Regions from separate parts of the Mus musculus genome. Here region 1 is linked to region 2. Evidence: chromatin contacts called from public HiChIP or PLAC-seq data. All regions are on one chromosome and are shown on one strand. The core of a region is the stretch at or near the end of the contact, and the rest is flanking DNA. Distances in the headings are between cores, read along the strand shown.

Region 1 (7,059 bases), core at 2,983-5,482, 370 kb before region 2:
CTTTGTGGCTTACAACCATCTGTAATGGGATCTGATGCTCTCTTCTGGTGTGTCTGAAGACAGCAACAGTGTACTCATATACATAAAATAAATAAATAAATCTTTTAAAATCTGTTCTAATATTATACCTATCCAGCATCCTCTCTGCATAGGCTGTCTTTCCCATGTCAGCCTGTTTGGATAGACAATGTTTCACATAGAGAACATAGGATTATAGTTTCTTAAATTAATTCACCAGTCTCTCAAGTTTTTAAATATTTGTGTGTGTCTCTGTCTGTCTGTCTTTCTGTCTCTCTTTGTCTTTCTCTCTCTCTCTCTCTCTCTCTCTCTCTCTGTGTGTGTGTGTGTGTGTGTATGTGTGTGTGTGTGCATGTGTGCCTATACCCTGGCTCACATGTAGAAATTGGAGAACAACTTAGAGGTATCAGTTCTTTCCTGGGATCACAAGCAGACACTGTTACTTGCTGAGTCCCAATCTCTTGACTTTAGATTAACATTTAATCCATTTATATTTATTGTAATTGCTGCTCTGAGGACCTCTGTCCCTGCGGTTGATACAGTTTGCATCTAAGACCCCCGTTCCCCACTTCAGGCTTTACTCTCTGTTGAGATTATTTGTTTTGTTTTGTGTGTGTATGTGTGTGTGTGTGTGTGTGTGTGTGTGTGTGTGTGTGTGTGTGCGTGCTGCATGCATGCCTGGAGCCTGCATAGGCCAGAAGAGGGCTCTGGGTGCTCTGGAATCAGAGTTATGGACAGTTGGGAGCTGCCTTGTGGGTACTGGGTACCAAACCCAGGTCCTCTGCAAAGAGCAACCAGTGCTCTTAACCACTAAGCCATCTCTCCCTCACTCCTTTAATTGATTTTGTAATCAAATGTTCAAATTCCTTTTTAATTATCTTTTTATTTATATCTTTATGCATATTTTGTTATTCTCGTGTGTATGTGTGTGCGTGTGTGCGTGTGTGTGTGTGTGTGTGTGTGTGTGTGTGTGTGCGTGCGTGCGTGGTTACCATGTATAGCTAGACTTGCCATCCTCAAGCTTTACCGTCTAGTTTGGATAGACACCAGCTTAACTTCAGTGGTATTTCAGATGAGCTACTCCCTTGCAGCTCTGTGTCTGCCCCTTGTTGAGATCCCTTGGCAACCCTTTGTTGTTGTTTTGTTTTGTTTTTTGAAACAGGGTTTCTCTTTGTAACAGCCCTGTCTGCCCTGGAACTCACTTTGTAGACCAGGCTAGCCACAAACTCACAGAGATCCACCTGCCTTTGCCTCCCAGTGCACACTCCACCAAGCCCAGCCTCCTTCATTACATGTTTATATACGTGAATCCAAAAACAACAACAATGTAACAATCCTTTGACTACATTTAAATTATGTAGCAAACAACATGTGGTGTGGTCAGGTGTTCTTACCGTGGCACGGCTTTAATGATTGGCTGTGCTTATTCCTTTATGAGGGCTCTTGACTCGTCAAGTGGTCACGTGACTTCCAATCCTTGCCCTTCCTTTGGTTTCACAGTGGAGGACTTGTTCTGGGGTGCAGAGAAGGGGGTCATTGACACCAATTATTAGGGCTAAGGAGTCTGTTAGAAGAGTTATTGATACCATGGACAGACATGCATAAAAACACCAATACTCTGGAAAGGGAATCAGGCCCTCCAGGCAGGAGTGGGGGGGGTGGGGGGGTGTTTCCCTTTTTGTAGCTCTCTGAGGAAGGAGGTTTCACAGTAGCGAGGCTCTCAGATTCCTTTACAGGTATCAGGGAAGGCAGCAGGGAGCAGGTCCTACATAGATGCCCAATTCCCAGCATTACATAGTTGATGGCCATTGTAGCATGCTTGTCTGTTCCAAAGAGGCCATTCCTGGTTCTCTCTGCCCTGCCATCTTTTCAGAGTCCTCCAGGAACTCACTTTGAAGCATCGGTTTTTCCAAAACGACAAATCTTAAGACACCATTAGCACAGAGTGGATATCAGTGGCTTGCCTGGATGCCAGAATGCAAAGAGCTCCTGTAGTCGTCATCTCTGGACCTCAACCCAGCCTCCCTACCGGAGCATAAACCTCTAGCCTGGAATAACAGCATTCATGAATGTGTGAATACATCTGGCTCATCCTTATCTCAAGATACACAACCCACTGTAGTGGTCCTATGTAGGGTAAAATAGCATTCTTTGTAATAGACATCTTTGGAGACATTATTCTCATCACTGAGGTCTGTGTACATGTGTACATTCAGGATCAGCAAAAAATGATTCTCACTTTACATGAATGGGCTCAGCCTGTATAGGAAAACTCCTTTGACATATTTCCCGTCTCCCAGAGAGCCACCCTGCCTTTCTTTTCTGTGGCTGCATGCTTCTGGCATTTTCTTTAACACCCTGGGATCACTCTGCCCACTACACCTTTAGGTGTTTCCCGATTATTGTTTTAAATAGTCTGCTTACCCTCTGGTGCATTGGTCTTCTGCCTGTGCATACTAAACGCTGGTCCAGCACCTTAAGTTGGTCCTGATCTGGATTCCTGAGATAACCCTGCCCAGGCGCTGTCCCATTCTCGAGACCCAAGGCCTTCCTCTTCAAAATAGGATCACATCTGAACACCTCCTCTTGGTCAGACAATACCCCCCAGGCCACTTTGGATAACGTTGACCGCGTAAGGGTTTGGGATTTCATTGGGGGTGGGGTAGCATGTCAACCCGAGTCTTCACTTGCTCAAATCAGTTCTAGTCTTTCAGGCAGGGTACAATGCTGTTCCTGGGAATATTTTGTTCCCAGTATTTTTCTTCTAATGTGGAGATGAGGTGTCTTCCTACCCTGGGCTTGTTCATGCTCTAATTGCTACTGGGTTACAAAGTAGCGTTAGGGAACACAACACCTGTGAGGCACTGGAAGGCTCCTTCATCACTCTGAGTTTGTCTCTTTCAAGTTGAACAGAAAAAGTGCTTAGGGAGGGTCCTTAAGAAACACCTGCCTTGCTGTGTGTGCCTCGGGCATCATAACTAGATACATATGTACCCAGCTGGGCAGCTCTCAGACAAAGATCAAAGGATGATGGCTTCAACTTGAACTTTGTTCTACTTGGTAGGGTTCATCCTCGTATGGCTGCAATGCTCATCTTGAAACTGTTGCCTGCTGACCACCCCCTCCGCCTTTCTGGGTAGTTTTTGCCAGATTCTTTTCTTTGTTGGGCTGTTGTGTTTCCCTCTGCTCTTTGCTTCTGGCCCAACTCAAGTCTGTCTTCCACCAGAGACTTTGTAGTATATTCAGAGTGCAGGTCTATCGGAACTCAAACTGTCCTCTTATTTTATGGTTTTTATTGATGATGTTTTTGTTTTTGTTGTTTGTTTGTTTGTTTGTTTTTTAGCCTTTTCTCTGTTCTGGACTGGTCATAGTTTCTTAGTTCTGTGAGGATTCTGACTCTGAATATCTCTTAAAATGGCTCCATTCAAGGCTTCACAAAACTACCCTCCAAGGCCTCATTCTACCACGAGTCCGGGGTGGCTCATCTCCCACAGCTCAGCGCAGCCAGGCCTAGGCGGATGTAATAAAACTCTCCACACTGACTGCTTAGTTCAAATAGTTCTTGAGCCTTTTCCATAGGGGTTTAGACCACCTCAATGGTGCTTGGACTTGTCCCCCGGATTCTGCCGCTATGTACTAGATGACCACTGAGTACCCCACACAGGTGCTGCATGTGTTTGTATCTGAATAGACCCCAGAAGTTAGAAGCAGGGAGGGGCTGCCATATTTCCCTCTGATCCAAGGGAAATGTTTGGTTTAAACACCAGTTTCTCTAGAAGGTTCCATGGGAGTTGCTTGCTTGGTAGTTGGGTATCTCAGAAATGCTCTTCTCTAGGGCTGGACGAGGAGATCACTGATAGTTGAGATCTACCTGGGGTCTGGGAGCACTAGATGCACATCTGGCGGAACTCAGGCCTAGGCTCTGTGGGGGCAGGGCTGCCACAGCCTGAGTTCTACAGGAATTGTAGGCTGGAGAGAGCAAGGACGGGTTGCCCCAGCCTGAGCCCTGCACACAGCAGCCCTAGGAGTGTGTGGGGGAAAGCTCAGTGGCCGGCCTAGGGATGGATGCACAGTCCCCAGGCTACATCCCTGGGAGAACCAGTTGGCAAGCTGTGGGGCTCTGCATGTCAGAAGTACTAGTCATACAGGGTGAGAGGTTTGTTCTATTCCATTAGAGAAGTCCCTGAGCAAGCCAATAGATACTGGCCTAGTTGGAAGCCTTTCTCCAGGGTAGGCAGATATCAGGATTGGCCAGGAGCCTTCTGAGGGACAGGGTTGTCTCCTGCTTAGAGGTATTCAGTAAGAGAGTGTGCCTTCTTGCTCTGGGGCTGCCAGAGTCCCTGGTAAGGGTCATTTTTCTCATGACATTTGCCATTACTGAGCCCTTGCTGATGGCTACCCCTTGCCAAACGGCTGCACCGTTTGCCCTCAATGTTCTCAAACCAGGTCCTGCTTGGTGAGGTTGCCTGTGAAGGGAATAGATTGGCTGTAGTCCAGGGAGGGAGGCTGTCAGGGGTTCCCGTACCACCGGGAGCCTGGTGCAGTCAGTTGGGGAGCACCAGACGTTCTTGCTGCTGGTCCCTCCAGAGCCAAGCCTTGGCTGTGCTTTTCGGGGGGGGGGGGGATGCTGACTGCAGTTGGTTCTATATGAAGCATGTGCATTAAAATATAGGCTTTCAGAAAGAACTATGCCTGCTCACTTTTGGGAAGGTGGGCGTTAACCATGTAGGACTCAGCTCATCTTGGATCTCAGCTCATGTGAGTGACTCAACAGGCCTTAGCATGCAGAGGGGCCAGCCTCCTGCATCAGCCCTCTCAGAGCATGGCACAGGCTTTGCTTCTTACAGGGGAATGGGTTTCCTGGCATAGGCACCCAGGCCCTTCCCCGCTCGCCATTGCTGTAACCAGAGAAGAGAGCTGGTGATCTTATGGTCCTGGCATTTGGCAGCTCCTCTCAACAGAGCCAAAAAAGAATTCCATGGAGAAGAAATGGAAGGACTTGGACTCAGGCGTCATCACGTAACACACTGGTACATTCCAGCCCAGGAAGCCAGCAACTGTAGAGTCCTGTGTGCTGTGCTAATGGAGCACCAGGGATTTTTGTTGTCCAGAAGGAGGAACCGAGTCTCCAGCATGGCAGGCAGCATGCGGGGAGTTGACTTTTCTAAACTTTAGTATCTGCTGTGTCCTAGGGAACATTGTAACAGCTGTGTCTGGTCAGAAGGGAACATTGTAACAGCTCTGATTGTGTTAGATCACGATTGCCGAGGGATGGCCTGCTTAGTTTTTTCTGTTCTCTGCTGAAAGGCTGCAGACACTCAGTCCTTGCAAGCCATGCCCCGGACTGATCTGGGTCCATTCTACACCCAGCAAACACCAGGTCAGGTCAGCATTCAGGGCTTAGGGAGCACGTGGCAGGGTGAGGCTTTCAGGAGATCCTCACAACAGGTTGGGCTGATTCTGTGGCACACAAAGCTGTTCTTTGTCCCCTGAGGGATGGATGCCCTAGTTGGCTGCTCTTGTCTTCTGGTTTCAAGGGGCTTGTTGACTCAGCTTATCCTGTGAAGTTGTGGCTTCAGGGTTTCCCACCTCCTAATCTGTAGAGCCTGGTCAGCCAAGCCCCACAGTGGGAGCCTGGCCTGAGATACTGGTGTTTTTGCGTTTTTTTGCATGCATGCGCACACTCCAGTATACCTTCCTCCAGCAGCCCCTTCCTTAAAGAGCTCTTGTTGTGAATATTACCCCCTGCCCAAAGCAACACCCCCCAGGCTTTGTAATGCTAATGGCACATGAGTGTATTCCATGAGTCTGATGGCCCTTGCCTAAGGATAGGACGGCCTTGCACAGCTGTGTCTAACTCAACATGGTGCAAGGACTGACGAGTATTGAATTGGGTCGTTGGAGCACATCAGAAGAGTGAGAAATCTGGGAGAGTCTGTATAGGGCTGTTGCCTCAAGCCTTCATGTGACTATTCTGTGCCATAGCGTGGTGGCAAACTTCGGGGAGCAGAAATGGCCAAGGAAGAACTGTCCTGTCTCTCTGCCCTGTAACATATCCCACCTGACACATCAACTGTGGAGAACCAGAGCGAGGGTTTGATATCAGCATTGAAACCATAACGATCGAATGAAACCAGAAAAAGCTAACTTGGGAGCCTGGCTATTTGAGTCTCCTGAGTTTGATGTATCACCTAGCTGGCTCCCAGAGTGGGAGTAGCGTGTGCTGCCTCCTCTCTCTTTGTAGTAGAGAGAGGTCTTACTCCACATCTGTGCTTTTCCTACAGAGTCTAGGTCTGGAGAGTGGGAGACTCCACACCCTGCTTCCTCACACCCATCGCCCATCTTGAGATTGCTTTGGCCTGTGAGCCCATGGGGGTGGTTTCATGGTCTGTGTCTCCCAGAATGCCACTGTGTTCTGGTCTGATCCTGTGTAGCCACCTCACTGGATGTCTTTCTCTTTGCAGAGAATGTTGCTGAGGAGGTGGGGCTGCTGCAGCTCCTTGGAGACCCCCTACCTGAGAAGATCTCACAAATCGATGACCCTCACGTCGGGCCGGCCTACATCTTTGGACCAGACTCCAACAGTGGCCAGGTGGCCCAGTATCATTTCCCAAAACTCTTCTTCCGGGACTTTTCGCTGCTGTTTCATGTCCGGCCAGCCACAGAGGCAGCAGGGGTGCTATTTGCCATCACAGATGCTGCCCAGGTGGTAGTCTCACTGGGCGTGAAGCTCTCAGAGGTCCGAGATGGACAGCAAAACATCTCATTGCTCTACACGGAGCCTGGGGCCAGCCAGACCCAGACGGGAGCCAGCTTCCGCCTACCTGCATTTGTTGGGCAGTGGACACACTTCGCGCTCAGCGTCGACGGAGGCTCTGTGGCTCTCTACGTAGACTGTGAAGAATTCCAGAGGGTGCCATTTGCTCGGGCCTCGCAGGGACTGGAGCTAGAGCGTGGCGCTGGCCTCTTTGTGGGTCAGGCTGGAACAGCAGACCCTGACAAGTTCCAGGTAACCTGTGCTGCCCTACTGCATGCTGATCC
Region 2 (6,982 bases), core at 1,615-4,114:
AGCATTGATCACCTTATTGAGGCACTAGACATTTGCCTTCAAGGAGGAAGATTGAAGGAGTTGCCCTCACCTTTTGGGGGACCCTCTAAGAAGTATTGGACACCTTTCACTGACTTGGCCCCTGGAACTGAACGTGGGAGTATGCTTAGTGGTAGTTTATGTCATGTGGGGTCTCTGATAGGAACAAGTTGCTCATTGGAACTGACCCTAACCTAATCTCAACCCTAACCCAGATCCTTCCCCTTGGTTGTGACTCTAATTCTGAGGCTAGGAGTTACCATGGGGAGTCCTACTGATGTCTAGATATACATGAAGATCCTAGAAAACACTCTTACGGCACAGGGTTATGGTGCCAGGCTCTGGGATACCTAGGCCTAAGATATCCTAGGGTTAGCCTTCCCCTCTTTACAGAGAGCTCTGGCTTCAGGAAGGTTAGAAACTTCTGAAACAGGCAAGCAGAGGTGGGAAGCAGCTGGGCTAGTCACAGAGTTGAGGCTGCTCACTTGTTCTGTATCTGGGACTGGGCCTACCAAGTGACAGGGGCCAGCCTCTGGTAGGATAGTTTCCTGTACCTTTGTTGAGACAGGGCACACTGTGCCTCAGGAAGGCTGAAAATGGAATCTCCCCAGAGGCTTCATTGACTTCAATGCTTCCTAGACTCAATCTATTCAAGCAAGCCTGAGGTAGGCAATGATGACTACCATTCCACAGCCGCTCTGTCTCTGTCTGTGAACATCCAGCAAAGTGCCCAGATGGACAGCAGAGGGCGCTCAAGCCCAGCATATTGGCCCCTGAGAGCCTCTCTGGGCCTTAATCACTAACCACCAGAACGTGAGATTTCCGGTGTGTGCTGGGGAAGAAACTGGCATAAATAACCCAGGGCACATGTGTACCCCAAGTCCTAGTGCTGATTTGGGGGAGTTTTGCCAACAAGGGAAGAAGATATCTGAGTCAGTCACCTGAAGCCCAGGGATCCTAGACAGGCACTGAACAGGCTTAATTACCTCTCACTCTTGTGGGTCTTGATTTTATTGGCTTTTGACTGTCAACAATACTTTTTCTCTTTAAAGTTAACCCCTGCATGGAAGTGCTTGAATGGCCCCTCAATCTCTGGAGATCATTGAGCAAGAACGAGGCCCTTTTCCACAGAACAGCGAGAGACATCTCTTGCTCCAGAGTTTGATAGATCAGAAAAATCATGCAGGCTTGTAGCCGTTCCTAGGAACCCCAGATGTGACCCAGGGTGCACATCTGACTGCCAAGAGGCCTCCTTAGAGAAGCCGGGGCTATGGAATCAGATGCCAGATAGAAGGTCCTAGGGTACCTCCTAGAATGGTGATTCTCAACCGGTGGATCAAGATCCCTTTGGGGTGGGGTGTTCAACGACCCTTTCACAGGGGTCACATACCAGATATCCTGCATATCAGATATTTACATTACGATTCTTTTTTGTTTGTTTGTTTTTTTCAAGACAGGGTTCCTCTGTATAGCCTTGGCTGTCCTGGAACTCACTCTGTATACCAGGCTGGCCTCGAACTCAGAAATCCACCTGTCTCTGCCTCCCAAGTGCTGGGATTATAGGTGTGTGCCACCACTGCCCGGCTTCTTAACAATAGCAGTAATGAAATAATTTTATAGTCGGGGGTCAGCACGACATGGAGAGCTATATTAAATCATCACAGCATTAGGAAGGCTAAGAATCACTATTCTAGCACATCTGGACAGAGTCTACATGGGACCTGTTGATGGTGGCCTCCTGATAAGGAATTGAGACTGTCTTACTCCGACACTGCCATTAATAGCCCATCATAAACTCTCACTAACCAATACTAAGAGGGGTATCTCCTGAAGATGTGGCAACACAATGTTGGCTTGTTTCTCTGGCCTTAGGTCACAGAACTGGTAGATGACAGAGCAGGAACCAGCCCAGATCTGAATGTCCCTGGTTCTTATGTCCCCAGCCTAGAGCACAGAGGCTAGAAAAGACCCCTGACCACCTCTTGCATGCAGCCTGTCTTGCTGCCCTGGCTGATCTTGGGTCCCTCGGTCTCCTCGACATCTTCAGAGAGTACCAAGGATGAGGGGCTTCCATGGTTGGGGGATGAGGCCAGGCAGGGTGAGAGGACAAGGCTGCCAGCCAGGCCACCCTGAAGCAGCAGGCTGGAGAGTCTCCAAGCCCCAGTGTGGCTGAGAAGAGACCAAGGGTCTTAGCAACCCCTTGCATATATTGCTGTTCCGCTGTGACAATCCTTGGCTACCTGAGGTGAAGAGTGAACTGGGCCTGGAGTCCCCTGCTTGGCTCCCTGCAGAGAGCAGGGAGTGTCCTGTTCTCTCCTGCGCACAGCAGGGTGGGGTGAGGAAGTCTTCTCTGACTAGGCTTGTCTTCGCTAGAACTCAGGCGGTCAGGCTATAGCAGTTTTCCACGAAGAGTCTTGGCAGCAGCTGGGAAATATCAATCACAGTTCAGCGCGAGGCTTATACAGTGGAACCCACACTCCAAGTGCCAGGGGCTCTGCAGAGACAGGACGCATGCCTGGTGCGGCTCCCCAGCTCCCCAGCGCCACCTCTGGCTGAGAAAGGCAGCAATTTTGCATGTTGATCAGCAGTCTGATCCCCAGAATATCACTTACAGACTCTGGTTGGGGGTGGGAGGGGCAGGATCTGCTTTTGTGGCTGTTGGGGGATAAAGACAAGGAGGGCATACCCCAGACCTGGTGGTCTCCAACACGGTCCTGGGCTCGTAGTAGATCTCATTTTGAAACCCTATTAGCCCCTCAAAACGTCTGGGGTAATGCTTAGCCCAGCCCTCCACACCGCAGCTCCAGCATCTTCCCAGGGTTAGCAGGACAGGAAGTGACTCTTGTTCACAGGAATGCTTGGCTGTCATCTCCAGGCCCTTGAGGGTGGGCTTCGGGGACCCAGGTGGTGCGGCACCACTGTGGCTATCCTTTCCCGGGAAGCCCCCTCCCTTGAGTTCCGCCTAAGCCTGCAGCTGGCCTCTGGTAAGGAGCCAGGCTGCTCCTCCAGAGGCCCAAGCTCTGCTGGAGAAATACCTCTGCCAGATGTTGCTCTCTCTCTCTCTCTACAGGCAGGAGGCCAGTATGAGGTAATAGGAAAGTTTAACCCGTCCAGAACCAGAGCCCCCAGTCACTGTGTTCACAGCCAGCCATGCTAGCTGGCAATTCGATGGAGAGGGTCCCTTGAGAAAGGATAAGAGCCCAAGGACCCTTGTGTAAAGTGTTCCTGGGGCGCTGCAGCCCTCAGCAGGCTCAGTGGATAACTCTGTGCTCAGCATGGGCCTGCTATTCATGGTACTCAATCCCTGCTTTGCATGTAGCCATTTCTCAACTATCCCCAGGGTCAAGGGTACCCACTTTTCAGAGCCCTTTACCTCCCCAAGGTCAGGTTCACAGCTCCCGGAGAGAAGGGAGTCATTGTGCACTTGTGTGTGTATGGGGCGGGGGGAGCTGTTAGAAACTTAGCTGATGGAACCAAAAGGTTGCAAGGGATCTTGGGGCGGAAAAGGAGATATGACTCGTTCTGCCCACTGGCTTCTCGTCTAGAGACCACCAGCAGCAAGCACAGAATGATTATGGCACTCTCTGGTGACCTGTGCAGCTGCCCCAGCTATCTGTGCATCCCTTGGGTCCCTCTACCTCCATAGAAAGGACCAGCGTGCAGAGGCTCTATATAGATTGGGCGGTGAGGACCGGGGTTTAGGGGTGTATGTAAGAGAAGCAGATTAGAGCAGAAACCTCTGCCTACAGCTCCAAAGATGCCCGTTCTCCAAATGCTTTTGTCTGTGCTTAAGCCGTGGCTCCAGCTGGCGTAGAGTGTCCTGCTAAAGTGTCTGTCTGCTTCCTGCTTCTGCCCCTGGGGAAGCTTCTGCTTGTCCTCGGGAGTCAGGGTCACGCTCCCAGGACGAGGCTTTGGCAGTGAGACTCGAGACAAGATTTCCACGGGGATCCGTGGGGACACCCATGTGTTGCAGCCTGCGGCGTGGGTCAGCTGCTTTTCTGGGGGGAAATCGCCCCTTCCTCCGGAGAAGAGGAAAGAGTTAGAGCTATGTGAATTTTCTGGCTCCACTGCTAGCTAGGGTTCTCAGAATATCCAGCCTCAGATTTGTGGGTGTTGGGCCAACTCCAAACAGCCTTGGAGCCCCTCAGGCCAAGTTGCCAGCGTCTGTGTCATGGTGTCCTTGAGCCTCCCAGCCAAGCCTCGAAGAGCAGGGAGGCCTGGGGTTACCCACTCACTGGCTGCTTGGCTCTGCCTCGCTGGTCTCTCTGGGTATCGTGCACACAACTCATTTTTTTCAGCTTTGTAGTGTCTCTTTCAAAGGACGGCACGCGACCAGAGCTCCCATGTCCACTTCTCACCAGAAAATAAAATTCTCAAGTTTTCAGACAAGAGAACAAAAAATAAATTAGGTTAATATGCAGCCAGGGAGCCACATCGTCAGCTGGAGTCGCTGAGTAGGGAGGGTGGTGGGGGACCAGTGGAGGGATCCGCCTTCACAAAACAATTAGTCGGGGGCATTACAGGCACAGCCTATAATAGTGAGCTGCCTGTCTGCCCCATAATGAGAGACCACCCCTGTGCAAAACAGGACCCACCTAGCTCACTCTATAGTGGGACCCCAAAACTTTCCATTCTGTATCCCCTTTGGGATCCTGGTACCACGCTATACTCCAGAGCGTGCCCAACTCAGCCTCATGGCCTTAGGGCTATTGTCAGTTGGTGGTTTATCCACCAGCCTCTGTTGCTGTACCTCCATGTGTTACAGATGGAGGTTGATAATGTTATAATGTTGTTGGACCCATGCAGACTAATGTGCTGATATAACTTTACACCCCATCTCTAGGGGACATTCTTGGCTGTGAATGCGTATGTCACTTAGGTAGATGCTACCAAGTTACCCTGCTCACAAGCATCCCCTGAGAGGGACAATGTTGTTTGGTGACAGTGATGGGGCTAACAGCTTTGTATATTGTCCCCAACCTGCCATGCGGAGGGCTTGGTTTAATCCTCTCATCATGAGCAAATTGATGTCCCCTCCACATATTATTGTGAAGCTCTCACCAAGAGCACTGCCCTTCCTGTCTGGTTACCAGTGAGAGGTTCTTTGTCAACTGGTACCAAGCAGTCGCTGAGGGCCCACAGCTCAAACGATGGTCATCCCTGGTGGGACGTTTACATCTCTCGGATCAGTGGCTCTGGAAACGCAGACACCCAGCACTGCCCTGCCCGAGAAGTGAGTCTCACCATGAACGATCCCTGCCCAGGTGACTCACTTGGCATTCGGTAAACTGGAGCTGAGAGACAGGAGCTACTCTGTCCATGATGTACCTCAGACATGTAGCCCAGCCTGGCCCCAGTTAGACCATAGGGCCCTGTGCACCAGTGCTCCAGGGATGTGGGCTCCCTAGAATGGAGGAGAATTGCCATCCATGCTGAGGCACAGAACAGGGGAACAGGGGAGTCCCCTGTGTGGGGCCTGTGGGTGGGGCCCGTATGGCTGCCAGGCACCCCTGCTGGTTCCAACATCCACAGCTCGGCGCCATGGAAACAGAGTGCAGCTCATGGAAAACATTATTTTCTTTGATGAATCATGTTCTAAGTTGGGAGGAAAGTTCACTAGACAGTTGAGGCACTAAAGAGAACAGCCCCGTCTTTGTTCAGCAAATCTGCAAAAGAAGTGAAGAGGGTTTGGGTCTTTGGTGTCGGCAATAAAGGAAGCTCTCCAGAGGCTACACCCTGGGAAAGGCTGAAGACATTCCGGAAACCCCAAAACCCCCAAAGTGGGTTCTTCGAACACTGGGCCACCCCATCCTTTGGATTCCGCGCCTGTCCCACTGGGCTCTCTGTCACCGCACTCTCTGAAGGCATGTGGCCTTTTTGTGTGTCTGGAAAATCCCAGATCACTCTACTTCCGACCTTCCCCGGGGGATGAACAGACTCCTTCTCCAATTATAGAGGCATCGGGAACTGCCGGGGCCATGTAAAAACAGCAAGCAGTAGCGCCGCTTGTGTGCCAGGTGTGTAGCACCCCTTGTCTCTTCATCTATGAATAGGCAGCCCTTGGAGTCTGTGTGTAGCACACAGCCAGTCCCTCTTGACAGTGACATAAACTGACATAAACAGGTCAGGGAACACTATTCTACACTTGTTTTCTACCCGGGAGCTTACAGCCTTTGTGGCCCCTTTTCAAACGAATTCTGTCAGGTGGAGCCCATAGAGGGCACAAATCCATGTCTGAGCTGCCATGGGAGGGCAGGGAAGTGACCAAGATGCTACCCACAGGGCCAAACACTAGCAGAATCCCAAGCCTGGATCTATCTCTTGGGCCACGTATCAGCCACACACCTCAGCTAGACAAATGAGCCCTCCCAGACTCCTTCAGAATGGATAACTGTGAGACATGGGCTAAAACCTTGGTACCACTGTTAGAATGAGCCATTAAAACCAGAAACTCAGTGCTCTACACAAGGGAACTCTGTTCCCAAGCTACAGTGCCCTCCCAACCATAGAGTACCAGGGATTTGAACTACACAGCCTTCAAGACTCACAGCAAAAGCCCTTATCCACGGGCCTGAACTCTGAACTAACACAGCCTGGTACTGTACTGTTGGCTGCTGGGTGAAATGGGTTACAGCCCGATTTGTAAGTTCTTGGCACAACAGGGCATATTGTGGGGGTCCTTGTTGTCTACCACTGTGGGTAGACACGGAGAGACAGCAGGATATATACAGGAAACCCTGACTGGCTTGGTGGACACTTACTGGGACCACAGATTATAGGGGTCTTCTTTACAGGTATGCCTTCTCTGAGACCTGTGGGGCTCAGGGACAGTGGACCCTCACCAATGGGGGCCACCAGGGCACCCAGGCTCAAGGCCAGAGTGCAAGGGGGTCTGCCTAGGCTTCTCTTATCTGTTGTCCTCTTCTATGAAGGCTCCATTACCACCCCCACCCCCTATAAAGCC

What was found. HiChIP or PLAC-seq counts read pairs in DNA pulled down with a chosen protein or histone mark.
Region 1: a CTCF HiChIP or PLAC-seq map of the NIH/3T3 cell line shows a contact between it and region 2, with 5 read pairs. The contact joins two enhancer-like sites.

What each region holds. Positions count from the first base shown.
Region 1 is chr10:77,095,959-77,103,017 of GRCm38.p6, reverse strand. It overlaps Col18a1 (collagen, type XVIII, alpha 1), which reads left to right. Exons shown (of 42, transcript NM_009929.3): 3 at 6,483-7,027. Among named protein-coding and RNA genes, the nearest start is that of Slc19a1, 66 kb to the right of the region's middle. Within about 2 kb of position 4,232, at least 61 of the 459 cell types and tissues checked have an H3K27ac peak or open chromatin away from gene starts, as enhancers often do. A contact at or near this core is called in the NIH/3T3 cell line, where this site is marked.
Region 2 is chr10:76,729,008-76,735,989 of GRCm38.p6, reverse strand. No RefSeq gene overlaps it. Among named protein-coding and RNA genes, the nearest start is that of Col6a1, 6.5 kb to the right of the region's middle. Within about 2 kb of position 2,864, at least 160 of the 459 cell types and tissues checked have an H3K27ac peak or open chromatin away from gene starts, as enhancers often do. A contact at or near this core is called in the NIH/3T3 cell line, where this site is marked.